Regions from separate parts of the Mus musculus genome. Here region 1 is linked to region 2. A link is a contact called in public promoter capture Hi-C data. All regions are on one chromosome and are shown on one strand. Each heading gives the region's core, a stretch centred on a gene start, on an enhancer-like site or on the middle of the called end of the contact. The rest is flanking DNA. Distances are from core to core; before and after follow the strand shown.

Region 1 (6,896 bases), core at 3,109-5,608, 700 kb after region 2:
ACAGTGGGTGTGTGGGGTTATCCAGCCTGGAGACGTTCCCCATAGAAGGATAGTGTGAGGTACTTCTATTGAATGAATGTGAGTTTAAAGGGCCTGTAAGAGTGGAAAGCCATAGCAGGCAGGCAGGCATTGAAAGCCACAGAGGAGGTAGAACGTGTGCTACATTTAAGAGCAAGGAAAACAAGTTGTAAGGGTAGGGAGATGAATCTGAAAAGACCAGCAGAAATTGATGACCAGCAGCAGGCACTGTGGTATACACCTGTAGTCCTAGCGAGAGCTAAGGCAGGAGGATTGCTGTGAGTCTGTGTCCAGCCTGGGCTGCATAGTGCCAGAACAACGGGGGCTATGAAACAAGACTATGTCTGAAAAAAATAAAATAAAATAAAATAAAATAAAATAAAATAAAATAAAAGCTGCAAACATCAAAGCAGATGACTAAGAAAGCCAGAATAGCACAGTAATGGTGTGATCTGTGAAGGTATAGCACTGGATGGCTGTATCCAAGCAAGCAGGTGCTTTCCTAAGGAAAGAAGTCAGAGTGCCTCGTGGTAATGTGACACACCCCTTTCAAGAAAGAACAAAGCATAAGCCATATGTCTAGTTGTTGGTGAGGCAAGGCCATGACCTTATTTGGTGTCCAGTGTGTAGACCACTTGTGAAGCCAAGTGCTGCGAGTTATGACCAAGTGTTGACAAATAATTGGGACAGGAGTTCACAGAGCTGGAGGTACAATAGATACTGAGGGAACCGAAGAGATCCAACTGACAGGAGTGATTGGGTATTTAGGTGTCCCTCCTCACATCAAACAGCAGCCCCCAAGGGTTAAAGGACAAAACACATTTCACTCTTACCCAAGTCTACATTCTCTACCCGTAACTCTCAAGCTGTGCTGTTGTGTGGGGGTGCTTGTGGGGGTGTTTTTTCCTTCCTTTTCTAAGCTGCCCTTGAAGTTTAATCAAGCCTGATTTCACAAGTAAACAGAGAGGGCCTGGTCAAGAGGCTCTGACCCCAGCGTTACATTCTCAGAGGAGAAAAATCTGTCAGCTGACCAGAGGTAGAGGTAGAGCAATGAGTTGGCCTTGGGTTGGTCTCTGACCCTCCACCTATGGCTTCACAACATGGGCAGAGTTCAGTTAAGAAATCAGCACAATTCCAAGAAAAAGGCAAACATCATTCCATTTATTTATCTCCTGACTCATCTTAGGCCAATACTCAGACTAACTGAATAGCAGGCAAAGTGGGATGCAGGTTCCCAGATAAGCAGATTCTTCAGGTTCCTTTTCCCTTCCCTTCCCTTCCCTTCTGATCCCTTCCCTACCCTACCGTTCCCTACCCTACCCTTCCCTTCTCTTTCCTTCCCTTCCTTCCCTCCAGGTGCCTTAACATTGCTTGGAACTGGTGTTGGTGTCTTTGAAAACTCAAAAGGCCCAGAGGAGTGACTGTGCTCTTCTATAAGGGCATCCTTCCTGCTCTACTTCATGAGGGCTTCAGAAATCAAGCCTCCCTATTCCCTCCCAGGCCTGAAGAACCTCCTACTGTTGGCACAAGAGCAGCCCAGACGAGAGCATGCCAGAGGCCTAGACTTGCAGGCCAATCAGGAAAGCCAGGGGGGAGCTAGACAGCCTGAGGACACTGGTTTCAATCCAGAAAAGCTGTGTCTGGAGACTCTTTGCGAATCGATGCCCTTGGAAACGTGCCAAGTATATCTGGGATTGCTTCAATTTGGACAGGCCGAGTGTGGGTCAGGGGAATGAGCTGTGGCCTTATGTGTTGTGGCCTCTGATACCCCCATACACACTTCTGGTTCATTCTCATTGACATCTTTGTCTTCATCTTCCTCTTCTTCTTCATCATCTTCCTCCTCCTCCTCCTCCTCCTCCTCCTCCTTGTCTTCCTCATTGTCTGCACTGTCAGAATCCTCATATAAATTGATGGTGGCCTGGACAGGGAAGTTGTTTAGTAATATCTCCCCAGCACTGTAGAGGTAGTCAAAGGAGTGGGACTTGGGCCAGTAGAGCCTGTGGACAGAGAAGAAACAGGGCACCTACCTTAGGCAAATCTCAAATGCAGAAGGGCCAGTAGGGCCAAGAAAGAAGCCCAAGCCAGTCACCAGCTGCAGTGAAAGGCTGAGAGGGAAGAAGGAGCTTTAGCAGAGAACCTTTACAACTGCTACAAAATGGTTCCCGGAAGGGACATCACCTCTGACAGGCCTACCACTGTGGTACAGTGAGTCACCCCAGAGCCTCACAACTCTAGTGCCAGCCTCACTAACAGTTCCGTCATTCCAGTGCCTCTTTTCCTACTAAGGGATCTTTCATTGGTTGGAATCACAGGATTTCGTTCTGAGAGCTCAGGGACAGGGAGGGCCTCAGGGGCAAGTCACTTTGGCCTATTAAGTCGCATGGCCTCTTTCCTCCTGCATCATGGCCTTGTCATGAGCGTATGCAGTGCTTGTGGCTATTTGTCATAGTCTGAACTTGAACGCCAGAAGCTTACCTGACCGGGTGATGGAAGTCAGAGTCAGTCTTGGCAGCCTCAGCCGCTGTCGCCCTATTATCAGCCTGTCCAAAGCAAAAGCGAGCATGTGGCTTAACTGCCTCTCCCATAGAAAAGTCAGAAACCTGCAGGTTCTGACAATCTCCATGCTTTAGGCATGCCTTGGGATCCAGCCACCTCCCAGCCCTGCCCTACAGCAAGGGGTCTGTCTTCGAGCTGGTTGAAAACAAGTCCTGGGGGAGTGTTTTCTTTCAGTGCCCATTTGGAGGCGATACAGGGGGCAGAGTTCTCTTAGAGGACAAAACATTCAGGGAGAAGAGTAAGTAAGCTCTGAGGCAAGGCACCAAGGGACCTGAATCCCAGCACCAGCTCCATACATAATACACTGACTGCGAGTCCAGCCCAGGTCCCTTACCCACGCTATGCTTTGATCTCCTAGTCTCATTTGTCATGGAAGCTTTGGTCCTGCCTTCCTCCTAGAGCTACTGTGGGGATGAAATGTTAGCAGAGTTGGCAAAATGCCTTCCCAGATTGTCCATCCTGGGACTGGGGTCAGGGGATTTCTGAGAAGGGACATGGCTGTAAGTGTCTGTGCAAACATGTCACAGGGCATCAAACTCACCCAGTCCACCAGACTCCTCGCCTGCCTTGGCTGGTCGTTTATAGAGGACAGCCAGGGTCTCCAAAGATAAGCTGCCCTGTGACAAAGAGATAAATTGGTACAAGATGTAAACACAGGCTTCCTCTGAAGGTTTGACTCACAAGCCATGTGCTCCAGGACTCCTCTGGTTCCCTGACAACTGAGCCAAGTCTGGGACAGATACCCTTCCTCTCTGCTCCAACAATGTCATCGCTGCTCTTACCCCACTGCTTTGTCATTGTCTGATGGAGCCCTTCTAAGATGAAAGATATGTATGGGCACATTTGCCCCTAGCCAAGCCCTAGTACATTACCTTGTGCAAGGAGTGGCTTGAGCAAATGTTGATTGAATGTGAACATGAAATGTTTGGAAGAAGAGAATGCCTGCTGTATAGGGAGGATCTATCTTACTGCCAGCTTCTGATATCAAAGAATTGAGAACAGAACCCTGCCATCTTCCTAATTAGAGAAATGGTTTCGAATACTCCTGGGCCTGTTGCTTCTCCTCTAGACTCTCAGAGACAAGGAAAAGGAAACGTGGCATGCTCAGGACAGAGGCAGCAACCCCCCCCCCCAACAAAAGGCCTCTTCAGACTTTGGCCCTGTCACTCTATGTTACCTGCTACCATCTGGGTCCCATAGTCCAGGTTGCGTTAAGCCTAGCTTCCACAGTAGCCTCTCCTGTTCCCTCAGTGAATTGTATGGACTCCCTATGAAGCTCAGGCTACTTGGCTTCCAGCTTTGGCAATGTTCTCTCTCTCTCTCTCTCTCTCTCTTTCTCTCTCTCTCTCTCTCTCTCTCTCTCTCTCTCTCTCTCTCTCTCTCAGCGCCCTTCCCCGTCACCTGGAATGATACGTGAGGCAAACTATTTCCAGCCAAAGGTATAGAAGAAGGGCTGAGGCTCTCTGTTGTCTCTCCCCTTCAAAGAGAACCAGACACCACCATGGGCGTCACACCTTCTCCTGCCCGCAGCTCCCTAAGCCTGGGTTCAGACTGTCAAAGGCTAAGTTGCACTTACCGTTCATTCCTAGCACCTTCTTGTCCATTGATTTGTGCTAGGGCAGGGGCTTGGGCCAAGGCCTGGCCAGGGAGGGCAGCAGCAGGGTCAGCAGCAGGGTCAGCAGCTGGGGCAGCAGCAGGGGCAGCAGGAGGGGCAGCAGCAGGAGAGGCAGCGGGGTCCATCCTTGGGACACCAAGCCAGACAGCTCTTCCAGTTCTCAGAACCTTCAGCACTCTTTTGGCTTTTCCCCTAGAGACCCTTTTATAAGCCCTGCCTTGACTCATCAATTATTCAGGCAATGCAAGGATGGGGGATGAGGGATGCTGGTAAAGATCTAGGGAGGGGGATCTTGGAGAGAGAGCTGTGTTCTTGGGTGTGAAATCTCTCCCAGTTGAGTAAACAGGGTCTGGGGAGGAGGTGAGGGGTCTGCTACAGCTCCAAGTCAGTAAGGAAAATAAAGAAGGGATAAATCTCACACCATTTGTGTGAATTCCCCAGGCAGGATCAGGACCCAAGGTGGGAAGGAGGGGCTCTCATTAGTACCCAAAGGCAGCCAGGCTTGTCTGGGACAGAAGGCTGAATACAAGAGCCTTTAGCAAAGCTGGTTCCCAGTGAGAAAAGAAGAGTGACAGACTCACCAGCTCTTTCAGCTCAAATCCCAAGGAGATTTGCCAGGTGGTCCCTGATACGGGGTCACTGCCACGAAGTATGTCATGTGGCTTAGGATAAAGAAGGGTTCTGGGTGGGGCCTGTCCAGTCTCCTGCTGGGCAAACCTCAAGTCATCTTTTCAATTCCCTCCCCACCCCTCTCCCTGCTCAATTGACTTGCAAAAGTTCCTAAAGCCCCTCCACCGCCTCCGCAGAGAGTGGTGTGGTGTGGGGAGCAGAGCGGGCCCAGGGAGTTTGCAGGGCAGATTCCAAATGCCACAGCTCAGTTTCTAGTTTAGGAGCCCAGGTGCTGGAGACTAGAAGGGTTCTGCCCAGCACTGGCTGGCCAAAGGACCATCCCAGGCCTCATCTCACGTGAGACGAGGGTGCTGGCTCAGTGGGTCCCCAAGGCCCTGCCAACCTGAACCCTCTGTGACAAAGAGCTGGGTAATGACTAGTGACCCTAGAGAGCCAAAAGGTTTGAGGCAGAGTCCTTGGCATTAGCCAGCTTTTGGGCCTTTGCCAAAACGCTTCCAGTTACAACAACTGGCAAGCACTTCATGCTTAGAGGTTTCAAAAATATTTCTCCTGATCTCAGTGGCCAGCACCTGCCCAGACTTAGTGTCTCAAATATTCATCACAGCCTGGCTTGTAATGGTCAGAAATTAGAAACAACCTCAGTGTCCAATAATAGGAAACCCATTAGATTTATTAATTGTGGCCAATCTTGTAATCACATACTAAGCAGATAGTCAAAATCATGTCATCAATGCACAAGCTTGTGAAAGCTGGATGCTAAATGCTGTGACGAATTTTGTCCATGGGTTTCTTATGGAGACCCCACTGATCGCCACTCAGCATGACTTCCGACCTTATTCAGATCTGTACAGCAAAGAAAAAAAAGTTAAGGACAGAGCTAAAGATATGGCTCTGTGGTAGAGCAAACACACAGCAGGCTTCAACCCCTATTCCCAGAAAGAGGGAAAAAAAGAAAAAAGAAAGAAAACGACTTCATATTAAAACTGTCCTGGTGGAAGAATGTTCTGGTGGAAGAATGCGTAAACAGCCAGTGTGTTCAAGAGTGAAAAACATCGCAAGTTTCGAAAATATCCCTTAGGATAATCCCATTTGATAAGGAAAAAATGTGGAATGTACAGAATGCACAGAAAAAAAATTAAAAAGTTAGAGGGAAGGATGCTGCAACTGTTGGCTCTGGGAGTAAGAGAGTAAGGCGAAGTTTTACCTCCTTTATTATATCATGATGTTTTGAAACAATTTCCACCCAAAAAGTATAAATGAATGAGAACACAAAGTTGAGTTACTATGGACGTGGGGCTGATCTGGAAGGCATGGTGAATATAGGCTGCATAACTTCTCAGTTCATGAAAAACATGACATTTATGTTTTTACAACACAAATATGTTCTTTATCCTTTCTTTTACCTAGAAGAAAACTGAACAGCATTTTCTGCTGTGCATTCTGTACATTCCACATGTTTTCCTTATCAAAACGGGTTAGTTCTAAGGGATATTTCTCAACCTTATGCTTTTCACTCTTTTTTTTTTAGTTATTGATTTTTTTATTAGATATTTTCTTCGTTTATATTTCAAATGCTATCCCCAAAGTCCCCTATATACCCTTCCCCTGCCCTGCTCCCCAACCCACCCATTCCCACTTCCTGGCCCTGGCATTCCCCTGTACTGGGGCATATAATCTTCACCAGACCAAGGGCCTCTCCTCCCATTGATGGCCAACTAGGCCATCCTCTGCTACATATGCAAGAGAAGTTCAAATATATATTGAATACATATCCAAAGAATATATATTAAAAACAGTATACATTATCTGTTTTAACTGATGAATAAAACTGTATATATAAAACATTTATCCACAAAACAAGAAATTTCTTGGGGTTGTGGCAGCCATTTTGAAATACCTGAGGATTGGACCGCACTGAATTATACTTGTCCTGTGTGACTTCAAAGACAGAGAGGCCCATTGATAGCAGCTAAAGGAAGACTCGTTTTGGCTTAATCTAAGTAAATTGTTTTTTAACAGTTCAACCACCTAAGGGCCTGGCACTGTATGTTCCATCCACAAACAGAGGTTTATT
Region 2 (6,997 bases), core at 4,269-6,768:
TGTGAAGAATTTATTTCACCCTGGTTTGTTGTTGAATACATGTTAGGTCACAAAAGCTGCAACACTAGTTGAAAGTACTCAGTTTATGACTTGATAGTATAGTAAGAGAAGTTTTATTTTTTTAAAAAGAAAAATTTAGCAATAGCCAAAATCACAGGTAGAAAGAGCAGAGGTTATTTTGAAGGTGATATATACAAGCCACCTCATTTGTGTGTTCATTGATCATACTATTGGAATAGTGTAATGCAAAGACTTGACCTGTATTGCAACTATTGTCCAAAAGATACATCCAAAAGCATTTGTACCCCCAGTCAAAAATTCTACACTTAGCTAACTCATGGCCAGCTTTACAAAGACCTACCAACATCGATCCTTTTTGTAGTTTTGGATAACAATCACTCATTGACTATCTGCATGTTTGGTCACAGGATTAGCTTCTTCTACAGCCAATGGACTTCTGAGGAGGTCCACTTTTATCACTTGCACAAATGAAATAAAGTCCAAGTCCATAGCAAGTACATTAAGTTATGCTATCCATTTATTTCCTATTATAATATGTACATACTCAATGGACTCTTCGTCAATTACTGTTTTGTTGGGTTAACAAGTTTCCCTAAAAAGAGAACACTTCTGGTTCTTTTCTCCAAAATCATCAGTAAGAATGCTCTATCCAATCGGATAACAGGGTGAAGAGGAGGTACTTCCTGCTGATCCAGAGACCCAACTTCAGGAGAAGCTCCCTCTTTAGTTCCCTCTTCACCAATGTGTAGCACAGCCTTGTGAAAAGCCTGTGGGAGAAGAACAGACAGTGAAGATCTACTGAAATAGTCTTTGTGTAAGTTGGTAGTACAAAAAGAAATACAGCACATTATGGTGATTGTCCTTGAATATGAACATTCCATTGTATAGTGAATAATTTTCTGTGATTTTAGTACAAATTGTTTGGGTAGAATCTCATTAACAATCACCTTCCATCTCTTTAGTGTCCTTCTCACATCCTCTATCACTGTATCTTATAATAATCACTTCGTTAAGACTTTCCATTATATTAGAGTCATCTTTGTACATGAAAGTTAGGGGTGGAAATTATATTTCTTCATTTATATATGTATTTGGCCTGCATGCAAATATGTCTTTATATCACATGCATGCCTGGTACCCGTGGAAACCACTTAAGAGGGTATCAAAATCTCATGGGATTGAAGTTACAGACAATTATGAGGTGCCATGATGCTGTTAGAAATTGAACTTGGGTCTTCTGGAAGAGCAAGCAGTGCTCTTATCTGCTAAACCATCATCAATGTAGCCCCAGAAATTACTTCCAAAATGACTTATTTTAAGTAATTATTCAAAATTGATTCAAGAATGACTTATGATAATGACCTAACGGAATCATGCTGCTTCTGTAGACACAAGATTCCTAATTGACCAAATGAGATGAGTAAGTCACTTGATCCTCAATGCCCTTCCTAGATCCTATGGTAAACAACTAATCCATCAACTTACATAGGAAAGTTTTAGACCACTGTCTTCTGTTATTCCAGGAAAGTCAGCACTTTCAGCAAAGGCATCCCTCATACCCATCTTCTGAAGTGTGCTTCCAAGGTCATATGTGGCAGAAATAGAAAACTTTGGAACAAACAATTCAACCCATCTGTGTGGAGTAAGGAAAACATTGACAATCATTAACATGGCACTAGAAACACAAAAAGTAGTATGGAAGAAGTGGTCTCAGACTCAGAAAATATTGGGCTACAACACACAGTGTCCTGACTCTTATTATCAGAAAAATATAGCTCCATGTTATTGAGCAAGGACAGGGGTCTAGTGGTGTGAAGATCAAAGGGTAGTGTGTAGGAACTTCATGATTTTCCATCTTGCTGTTCTAGCTCATCATAAGTGCACTTCACCTCCAACATCATATCTAATGCATCCCAAAGTTTTAGTTGTTCCCTAAAAAGTATCAGTTTCCTAGTGTACTCACTTTGGGGAACTATGACAATTTCTAATTTTACAAATATCCATAATACTACAAGCTTTGGAGTTTTCCCAGAATGCTTAGATGAAACACTATGGATGTATTCAGGAAAGTATCAGGCACACTATATATTGTGGACCTATTTTAACAATCATAATGCCACAGCCAGCTGCTTCTGGGCAATGTTCCTACTTCTAGGTTTCCCCTTAACTCATCCTCAACTACACCTTTAAGCCTACATTTAGATCCCCATATCATCTAAATTATTTACCCTTTCTGCAGTAAATAGTTCCACTTCTTCAGTGTCTTAGATGACATGGCTGCTTCTACCCATTCCATGTGTCCCTCTTTTGGAAGGACAAAAAGTGCCAGGGCGTTCTCACTATAGTCCATTTGAAGTACTGTACAATTCAGCTCCATATCCACGTAATGATAGTATTGTTCTAGCTGGTGCATCATGGGCACTTGTACTGTGGTGCTCTTGTCCACTGAGAAGTTGGAACTCTCTTCAGTTTTAGATACACGGAAAGGATTTGCCCACTGGGCTTAAAACACAGAAAGAGGAGAGATGTTTCTTTGAAACCATTAGTCATTCAGCTAATAATTAATACTACCTACTCTTAACCAGTTTCCCAAGAAACTACAAGTGACTCACTGAGTATCAGAGAAAAAAAGTCAGCTGACGTATTCATCTGGCTACAATATGGGAAAACCAGAAGTCCTTTTCAATGCTGCTGGACCTCAGAGTCAGTTTTAGAAACACTATACTTTCTACACCCACCTGAAAGAGAATCTCCTTCCATGAAAAGATATATGAGTGTCCAGAAAAATGGGTGAAATTAGAAAACACTATTCTGCCATTTTAAGTATATATAGGTATGTGACTAATGCCAAAAAGTCCACTCATCCAAACTTAAAAAAATCAGGATCTATACAATCAAGAGGAACCATGATGCTTAGAGCTTCAGCTTTAGGTTTAGGCAGTCTTGCTTGGAAGGATAAGCACTGAAAATTATTAATGGCATGTTTTTGTAGCATAATCTTTAGCACATAGTAGGTACTTAATATATGTTACAAGGTATTTTTGCAGTGTATCCAAATGTACACAGGAAATAAGGATCATATTATTCTTACATAGAAATTCAGTTGACTTCCCAAGCACAGGTTTTTCCCATCTCATTAAATATATTACAAACTGTAATTATGTAGCCTGATAGGATCAGGACATTCATAACATTGTCAACCACATCTCTAAAAGTTTTATCTCCCTAGAAATTTCCTGAATTCATATGTAGAGCTGTGTGTCATCCTGGAATAATCCAATACAATGCACAGATAGGGGCCAATAGTGAAAAATCACTGTGATACATGGGACAACTCTTGACACCTTACCTCTGAAATGAATATAGTTCACCAGAATCATGATAATATTCAGTTTGAGGCCTTGAATTAAGCCTACAATTTTCCCTTTGGTTTGCTTCTCCACATAACTGTTGATCTTGTGCTGGGCTGCAGAAACATTGGAGAAGTCAGTAGAAAAGACTTCAGTTTCATAGAGGGTCTTGACATCATCCAAAAACTTTGCCAATGGTTTCAGCTGCTGTCCAATGAAAACTGCATTTCCCATCTGCAATTCCAGTTCATTCTTTGGGAAATTCAATGAACAGATCAAATGTTGGAAGCCCTGTTGTAATTCTGTCACGGGAGTATCTGTGAGGTTAAACCCCAACACCTCCAGAATCTGTGTTTGGGTGCTAGAGCCAGATCCAAAAGAAAGCATGGCTAAAGCAACAGATATGCTCACAGGGGAGAAGAAGATGTTCAAATCTGGGTTCTCCACAGAGAGCCTCCGATACAGACTGAATGCAAAGTCAGCATTGATAGATGGCATCTTATAGAGAGTGGCATTTTGTTGGGGCAAATGACAGGTCGTTACTTTGCCTTCAGAGCTGTTATGTGGTGCACAATGGATTGTAGCCTGAAGCCCAAATACCAAGACAAACAGATAGAAGAACACTGACATTCTGGAATGAAGATGATCTACAAAACATGAAGTGAGATAACCGTTGGGAGGGGGTGTAGACATATGAAACAGTTTCTGATTCAGAGAAACATAAGTCACCCACCTTGATTTATAAAACTAAAGCAAGTATTTGATGGTGTGTTCAGCAAGAAATAAGGAGCAGTAGTCTCTCTCCTCACTAAAGACCAGTGACATGTCTACTAGGAAGAAAGAGTAGGAGAAATAGATTGCCTGGGCAACAGATATACGATGTCATGAATTCATTACCATGTAGTAACAACACGTGAAAATACTGATACTAATTTACATTCCTGGAAAACAAATTGCTTGTCATTTGAACTAAAGGCAGTTTATGAGTGTGACGAATCATTAGGCAGAACAAGCACTCCCTCTATTTATGTTACATGCACATTAAAAGTCTGGTTAGTGTGTATGTCAATTTTAAATGGATGTTTTCTTAAGGTAACATTTCTGAAATGACAAAATGAGAACAACCCCTACAAGAAATGACTAGTTGGGCTGGAAGAACAATAGTTTATCAAGTCATGTACAACATAACAAACCAACACTCATGCACCTGTGCAATGTATGGGAGCCACAAGAGTATTTTTCAAACAAGAGGAAAATGAAAGTATAACATTCATGTTTTAGAGACTTCATTCTTTTAGTACCAACTGAAGAGTCATTTCTCACTTCTAACAGATCTTATTCTTCTGAGTATGCATATCTTCTTGGAATTATTAGTTTTCTAAGCATAAAACAGTACAAAGAAACAAAGAGCCAGATGTAGAGACACAATAATCATACACCAGTAGTTTAAAAGAAGAGATCCATGGGGCCAGTATAAGACCCCTTCCTAAGACTGTCATGTTCTTTATGAGTAGCCTTGTCCTAGGTATAAACTGCTATAATATAGAAATCCTCCTAATCCATACTGTCTTACAAAATCCTTACTCATCTACCCAGTTGCTATTTATCCACTAGGACTTCAGCCTCCTTTGGAATATATGTTTCCAAATGTAAACACCTTCTCTCTCTTAACTCCACGAACCTACTCCTTCATTTTCAATCCATATCTCAATATACTCCACCACTGTTTATAGACAGACCCAGATCAAAAGGGCTTGCTTTGTTTTTGTTCATCACCTCTAATGGTCATGATGACCAATGGATACTGCCTAAATACATATGAATTTCTTTTCACTCCATCTCTACAGTCACTTGCCATTGCCTAAGCTTAAGGCCTTAATGAATTTATCAGCTCCTAGCAGGACAGAGGGCCTCTTATCCTCTCCAACCTTCCTTCGTCCACTCTTAGGTCAAATCTCTACTTCATCACCAGAGTACTCTTCCTATCAAAGTCATTAAGGCTGGTTAGAGGGTCAATTATCAGATGAGCACTCTTGCCTCCTAAACAAAATCACAGGTATTTGGGCCTCTGACTTGTTAGCAATGTTCAATGTTCCCAAGGAGAAAAACTACTTACAGCACATGCCCAAGAAGCCACTTGCATCTCTCAGATAGCAACACCATTCAGTCTTTATAACATGCCCTCTATTGCAAAACTAGAGCATTCCTGGTTACAAATTAACCATGCCATGAACTCTGGGATGACATTTGCAAAGCTGATGCACAAAACAAAGACCAAGTGGAAAAAAAAGGGCTTAAAAATTAAGGTTTGTACTCTGGGTAAAATTTAGATAAGATTTGGCTTCTGCATACATACTTCATTCAAAATAGTTCTTCCTGTCAGTGTTAGGCCATGATTACATTTGAGAAGAAGGTTTACAGACAAGAGACTTGGGGACTCTTTTGAATTGGTGTTATAGGATGGTTTGTGTATATGTGGAGAACATGTTGTCGAAACTAGGCTTTTTAGTGCTCAAAGGGAAACGCGTCATTTCTTCTGATCACTAAAATCCACTACACCTCCCCCTAACCCAAGGACTCCAAAATATAGTACAAATGGGGCCAGGAATGTGGAATTAAGACTACTAGCTTCTTACTGAGATTGGCTGTGTGCTAAATACAAAGAAGCAGATGAGACAAACAGATTTCATTCAGAAACTCCAGTTTAGCCTCTGTCACTTTCTAGGTATAGTGATACTGATAAAAGTGACTTCTCTACTATTTGACCATGCACAGGACAAGACACAAAGTATCTGATTTCCCACATGGCTACCTCAAGAACTACCTTAAGGGACAATTTGTTAATCAAGGGAGTAGGGAACTATCTGGGCTAGTTCAAGTTAATGCTACATATAGTTTATGGAAGGACTTGAAATCTAAAATAAATATGAAACACTTAAACTTAACTCAATTGGGAAGACACTGGGGGTGGTGTAGAAAAGAAAGTGGGGTCAGTAAGGGTGACTATATTATGTAATTTACATTTTCAATCAAATACAGTAAAGCTCTATAGTAACAAAACACCAGATTGAGCACTAGGGTTTTAAAGCTTAATACAGCGCATTCATACTTCATCATAGTGGTCATTATGATCTCATGACCCCACTTCCCAAACTCAGTTGGTCACATCTCACATACAGGATGGTCACTGGTCCCAGAGAAAGACCATACCAAGTTTGAGTCTCTTGACTTTTAGTTCAGTTAGAATTCTACCCTAATAATACAACATATTTTCTGTTTTCTCAGATGCTGTAAGATCCAGTAAACCCTTGGAGAAGACACAAGGTAAGAAAAGAAAATTCTAAACCTGTGCCCTCTGGTGGCATATTTGGACAATGGCATAGGTTCAGGTTTTCAATGAAAATTAACTTAAGGAATCAGATGGGACACACACACACACACACACACACACACACATATATATATATATTCATACATATATACATACTACATACACACATACATATACATACTTACCTACTGGCATACATACATAATACATACATACATACAAACATACATACATACATACATACATACATACATACATACATACATACTAGGGAAACAGAGGCAGGAAGATCAAA

The links. Promoter capture Hi-C pulls out the DNA fragments that hold promoters and counts their contacts.
Region 1: a promoter capture Hi-C map of liver shows a contact between it and region 2. The contact joins the promoter of Ripply1 here to the promoter of Serpina7 in region 2. A contact is called at or near these places in 2 of 39 promoter capture datasets (both in liver).

What each region holds. Positions count from the first base shown.
Region 1 is chrX:139,777,995-139,784,890 of GRCm38.p6, forward strand. It overlaps Ripply1 (ripply transcriptional repressor 1), which reads right to left and starts at 4,359. Exons shown (of 4, transcript NM_001037915.2): 1 at 4,154-4,359; 2 at 3,119-3,194; 3 at 2,497-2,561; 4 at 1,687-2,018. The coding sequence starts at 4,317. The coding sequence ends at 1,718.
Region 2 is chrX:139,079,701-139,086,697 of GRCm38.p6, forward strand. It overlaps Serpina7 (serine (or cysteine) peptidase inhibitor, clade A (alpha-1 antiproteinase, antitrypsin), member 7), which reads right to left and starts at 5,519. Exons shown (of 6, transcript NM_001382372.1): 1 at 5,488-5,519; 2 at 4,105-4,198; 3 at 3,371-4,018; 4 at 2,250-2,523; 5 at 1,507-1,654; 6 at 1-788. The coding sequence starts at 4,001. The coding sequence ends at 585. 4930513O06Rik (RIKEN cDNA 4930513O06 gene) reads left to right here and starts at 6,543. Exons shown (of 4, transcript NM_029174.1): 1 at 6,543-6,695.